Linked DNA regions of Mus musculus: region 2 is linked to region 1. A link is a contact called in public Hi-C data. All regions are on one chromosome and are shown on one strand. The core of a region is the stretch at or near the end of the contact, and the rest is flanking DNA. Distances in the headings are between cores, read along the strand shown. Region 1 has its middle 100 kb from the start of Gm26263. Region 2 overlaps Sgpp2 (sphingosine-1-phosphate phosphatase 2).

Region 1 (2,906 bases), core at 264-2,763:
TGTGTAAAGGACAGAGAACAATAAAACATGCAAATTCAAATCTACACCTTCACTATGTAGGTCAAATGCCACAGTTACTTAGCTTCAACTGATTTGCTGGAGAAAACACAAAAGCTTGTAATAAGAATCAGATGTACTACAAGTTGCACAGAACTAATTGGATTCAACAAAATCTTGGAGATGTTTCTGCTTTTTTTTTCCCCTTCCCCCTCCCCCATTTTTTTTTTTTTTTTTTTTTTTGGAGCAGTCTAACAATTTAGTCAAAATAGAAACTGCCTTCTTTCAATTCTCAGTAACAAATGAAAAATATACAGGGCAGCATAAGAAAACAATGTGATCTTGTTCCATTGAAACACACACACACATACCAAGAAAACTACAAACATACACACACAAACACAGAAGAAATTATACAATGACACACACACAAATAATTTACCCAAACACAAAACTAAACCGTCACACATGCTGAAATCTGTGGGTACGGATACACAAAGGCAGGGCCTCTGCTCCATCTCAACACTTGCTGCGTGCTCTAAAGTGACAAGCCCCAAAAATTGAAGTATGCATTGGTTGTTACATTTACAATAAATAATTTAATATTTGCATGCTTTCCCTCCTTTAAAGGAAAACAATCAAAGGACAAAAACAGTTCGTAAAACTGTCCTAGATCCGAAGCAAACCTCGTAAGCCAGTGAAGTAGACCACACTGGGAGCATGCTTTATTTTCCTTTGAGAATACTTTATTTTCCTTTTTTTTTTAATACTAAGATTGCAAAGCAGGTGGGGGAGGGTAGAAAGGGAGGAAAGAGAGGGTCAAGTGAGATGCCATGGAGATGAGGGAGGAGAAAAAAATAGCTAGGATAACATTACTTAGCAATGAATACTGGATAAATGAAAGAAGCAGAGAGAATCACATAGCCTGTATTTCTAGAATCTTCATATCCTACCAACACTTGAACTGTCAGCCCGTCTATCAGTATTTCCATCAAAAGACAACTGAACTGATAAAAAAACATAACACAATACAAGATGGGTTCTTCTGTACTATGAGAGCAAAACAAAAACCACTCTGATGATAATAATCATAACAGCTCTTCTGCCACAGGCCCTTCCAAGGGAACAGTGCCCTGCCCACAGTGTCTGCTGCATGGCCACTCATGTCCTGTGCCTTGTTTATCTAGGCCCCCGTACTCAGATTATTAAGGCAGATAGGTGAATTTGATTTCAGAGCAGCAGAGGCATGGGCTGTCTGACAAATTTGAGCATGGCCTGGCTCTAGGAGACAAGCTAGACCAATCATATCTTCTATCTGTGGAAGTGCGATTAAGAAAGACAAGAGAATCTGCCAGTTGGCAATCAAGCAGAAACTGCAAAGTTGCCTGGAGGTGAATTTGGGGTATCAGTGAGCCAAAGCCACTTGCATGAAGGAGTCTGGAGGAGTTTGGAGCTATTTGAAGGAAGTTAAGAGGGAAGCCCACTGGGGCAGGCCAAGAGCTGCCGGCCTCTGCTCTCAAAGGGGTTTGTGAGCTCTTCCTGTAAGAGCTGACCTCACACATCATCTCTTTTAGTGCTGGGGTAACCAAAGCATGTCTCTATCCTTGAATTCCCAAAGAGATGGATGAAATGCCCGTTTTGGCTATTTCCATCTCTAGTCCTTAGTTAACAGAAGGACTGGCTGGCAAGCTTGTTCTTTTTTTTTTTTTTTTTTTTTTTTTTTTTTTTTTTTAGCAAAACAAAACAAAACCCCAAAACGATAATTTCCTGGGACAGAACTCTGGAGATTCCAATTAGATAAGAATGACAAATTCCCCTGGTACTTGATGCAAGAGACTGTCTTTGGCATCCACTGGCTTGCTTTATGAACAAGAAGGGGTCCACTAATCCTGTCTTCCTTCAAGTTTTCGTCTCAGCTCTCTTTCTATATCTAAAAACCATCAAAATCCCAAAAGAGCTTTCCTTTAACATAATTTGTATTTTCCTCATATCAAATTTAGAGTATTTAAAGGGTTCATTAAGAACAGTAAACCAATCCCATGTTTTATTGCAGTCATTTTACAAACATCACAAACGGGGCCAGCAGGATGGTTCAGAGGTTAAAAGCATTTCCTGCTACGTCTGACAAACTGAATTTGGTCCTTGGGACCTGCATGGTGGATGGAAAGGATAGATACCAGCAGGCTGTCCTCTGACCTATGTATACTCTCTATGTTGCATACACATTCCCGCCCCTGCAATGCACACACACACTATTTATTAATGTAATAAAATTTAATAAAGGAAAATCCAAGTGACAGAAGCAGCACACATTCCTTGGCTTACAGTTTTGTTGGATGTTTCATACCAAAGGTGGAGAGACTGGGAGAGAGCTTAATTCTGAAGGTTTTAGAGGAGACTCCATCCTTTTTTTTTTTTTTTTTTTTTTTGTAAGATTTATTTATTATTATATGGGATTGCAAACTGGTACAACCACTCTGGAAATCAGTTTGGTGGATCCTCAGAAAATTGGACATAGTACTACTGGAGGATCCAGCAATACCACTCCTGGGCATATATCCAGAAGATGTTCCAACATGTAATAAGGACACATGCTCCACTATGTTCATAGCAACCTTATTTATAATAGCCAGAAGCTAGAAAGAACCCAGATGCCCCTCAACAGAGGAATGGATACAGAAAATGTGGTATATTTACACAATGGAGTACTACTCAGCTATTAAAAACAATGAATTTATGGAATTCTTAGGCAAGTGGATGGATCTGGAGGATATTATCCTGAGTAAGGTAACCCAATCACAAAAGAACTCATATGATATGCACTCACTGATAAGTGGATATTAGCCCAGAAGCTCGGAATACCCAAGATACAATTCACAAAACACATGAAACTCAAGAAGAGGGAAGAC
Region 2 (2,906 bases), core at 195-2,694, 340 kb before region 1:
CTCTGGCTCTTAAAACAGTAACGGTGTTGCTCTTGAAAGTTGCACTCTGGCAACAGTGTACACTCTCACAGGAATTGTGGCAAGAAGTGGCTGTTGCTGGTAAGGGCTATATTCTTTTATTTTATTTTATTTTATTTTATTTTATTTTATTTAGTTGGGGTTGTTTCTGTGTGTGTGTGTACAAATGTGTAAGTACACGAGTGTGTGAAAGTGTATATGTGTGTATATGCAGGTGTACATGTATCCATGCATGCGTGTGCACAGATGTACATGGACGGGAGGAGGGATGGATGGGGGGAGGGAGCACACATATACATGTAGAGGCCAGAGAATAACTTCAGGCACTTCCTACGTTTTGTTTTTTTTTTTTTGGTTTGTTTGTTTGTTTTGTTTTGTTTTGTTTTTTGAAACAGGATCTCTCTCTCTCTCTCTCTCCCTATCTCACTGGCCTGAAAGTTATGGAGTTAGGCTGTCGGGACTAAGGCTGTGGAGTAAGGAATCTGCCTGTGTCCACCTTGCAAGCACCGAGATTCAATGCCCATATAACGATGCCTGACGTTTTCTATGGGGGTCCTGGGGATTAAACCCAGGTCCCATGCTTGCCTTGCACTTTGGTAACTGAGCTATCTTTCCAGGCCTTTCTAGGTATTTTTGAGACAGACTTTCTACATAGTAAGGCTGATTCTCCTGTCCCACTCTCCTGTGTGCTGGGACACAGACCTTGCCACAATAGGTACAAGACTATGCTTTTACAAGGGAAGAAGTGTGGGGCTGAGGGTGTGGCTCCATGGTACATCACCATCTCAGTACACAGGGGACCCTAAATTTAACCCCCAGCAATGGAAAACACATCACACATGCAATCCACATTAATCAAAGCCATAAACTGGCGCCCTTGCATTTTTCATCTTGTAGGAAGACATTGATATGCTAGGTGCCAGCTAATTTAACTTGTGCGTGTAAACTTCATGTAGAATATAAAAACCCGAGATCAGACTGCCCCAAAGTGGACAGTATTCTGACAGCTTCGATCCTCCCTGTATCTAGTCTGTTAGGGATGGTTCGATTGGACCATCTGGGTGGAAAGGGAGAGAGACAAGACAGAGCACAGTTGGAAGACAGCTCTTAGCAATGTCACAAACAAGAACATGTTTTCACAATCTCCACCAATGGGAATTCTCCAGCCTCTCTCTGTAATCCAGTCCTAATGTTGAGCAACCTTCAGCATCAGGAAACTCGGCCATAAATAACCCAATCCTTCACGCAGCTTAAACCCATTTCCTCTTGCTCTCGGCTCACTGGAGATGGAGAACAGCTGGTCACCAAGCTCTTTGTCACTGGATGATTGGCTCCTGGCTCTGGACCACTGTCATAATGAGGAGTCTGACTGGTTCCATATTCTGCTGTCTGCACAAGCATGTAAACTGGGGAGATAAAACACTCTGCATGCTGAGCTTCAGAGAGACGCCACCAGGGGAGCCTCGCCCCGCGTCATGTCACCAGGCTGTTCACAGTCTATAAAATTTCGAGCGTGAGACTTCTGCACAGAAAACATCATGTTTCTTGGAAACTTGTTCCACGCTGTGAACCTAACATCAGATAATGCAGGGTCTCCTAATGCTAGCAATGGACTGAGCACTTAATACACACTTTCTGGGTGCCTGCCATCTGCCTTTTCTCCCACACTCGCCACAATATCATACTCGGAATGAGGACTAACGCCGCTTTGCAGGAGTGGGAGTTTCCTCCGAGAGGTTAACCTGTATGTCCATGTTTATATGCTACAAAGTGAGATAGGAAATATCCCAAGCCAACTGTCAGACCGCAGATCTATGCTCTCTTCACCATCCCTCATGCTGGAAAATGTCACAAGGCTTGCAACATGACAGAAGTGGAGTTGTTTGTGTCATCAGCCTGAATGGATGAGTAGAAACCAAGAAGTCATGGGGTGGGGAGTCGAATGTGGTGTTCCTCACACAGAGCAAACATAAAATTCAAAAGAGCTGTGTTGGATTCTTTTCATACAGAATCCAGTGAGAGCCCCCAGTCTCACTGCGATGCAGACACTAAATGATTCCTAAATTCTCAGCTCTGGGAGGCATTCCCAAGCATGTGTTTCACAGCTTGAACCAAAAGTTAGGTGTGGCCGGACACTAAGTGGTCATTTTGGATCACGCCCTGCCTCAGTATCTTGTCATAGGGACAGTAGGTGTCTCATGTGATATATTCACTCCTGTATGCCCAGCGCAGTCTCATGGTGCTGGAGGCATATTCTCTCTCTCTTTCTCTAGCTTTTTCCAGCTATACATTTCCTTACTACACTTTTTTTTTTTTAAATCTGGCATTAAACTAGAATGAATCCTTTAGCAACAGGGAACTGTTCTGAGACACACATCATCAGGCAAGTTTCTCACAATGCAGGCATCATAGAGTGCAACCTGGAAGGTACAGGGTAACCACTGGACATGACCTCCAGAGGTCATCAAAAGAATTGACACACATTGGGCTGGAGAGATGGCACCGTGGGTATTGGAAATTGCTGTACAAAACAAACAATCAAACAACACAACAACAACAAGCAACTTGGCATGGCTGCGTATACCTGTAACCTAAACACTATGCAGGGCAGAAAGAGATTCAGGAGGCTGGTAGGGCTTGCTGGTCACTAACCTAGCTACCAGTGAGAGACTCTGTCGCAAAGTAATAAGTTGATTATTAATAGAATGGGACACCTGATATCTCCCTGTGACCCCAACATGTGCACATATATTATATATTATATAATTACAATATATAATATATGTAACATGTATAATATATACTATATTATATATGTGTGTGTGTGTGTATACACACACAGGTGTATGCTCATACCCCACACATATTATACTCTACTCAACAAAATT

Evidence for each region. A called contact is a pair of places that touch in the nucleus more often than the background predicts.
Region 2: a Hi-C map of the N1E-115 cell line shows a contact between it and region 1, with 2.6 times the contacts expected there. The contact joins two enhancer-like sites.

What each region holds. Positions count from the first base shown.
Region 1 is chr1:78,001,753-78,004,658 of GRCm38.p6, reverse strand. No RefSeq gene overlaps it. Among named protein-coding and RNA genes, the nearest start is that of Gm26263, 100 kb to the right of the region's middle. Within about 2 kb of position 1,513, at least 3 of the 459 cell types and tissues checked have an H3K27ac peak or open chromatin away from gene starts, as enhancers often do. A contact at or near this core is called in the N1E-115 cell line, where this site is marked.
Region 2 is chr1:78,336,844-78,339,749 of GRCm38.p6, reverse strand. All of the region lies in intron 1 of Sgpp2 (sphingosine-1-phosphate phosphatase 2), which reads right to left. Among named protein-coding and RNA genes, the nearest start is that of Gm51634, 19 kb to the left of the region's middle. Within about 2 kb of position 1,444, at least 32 of the 459 cell types and tissues checked have an H3K27ac peak or open chromatin away from gene starts, as enhancers often do. A contact at or near this core is called in the N1E-115 cell line, where this site is marked.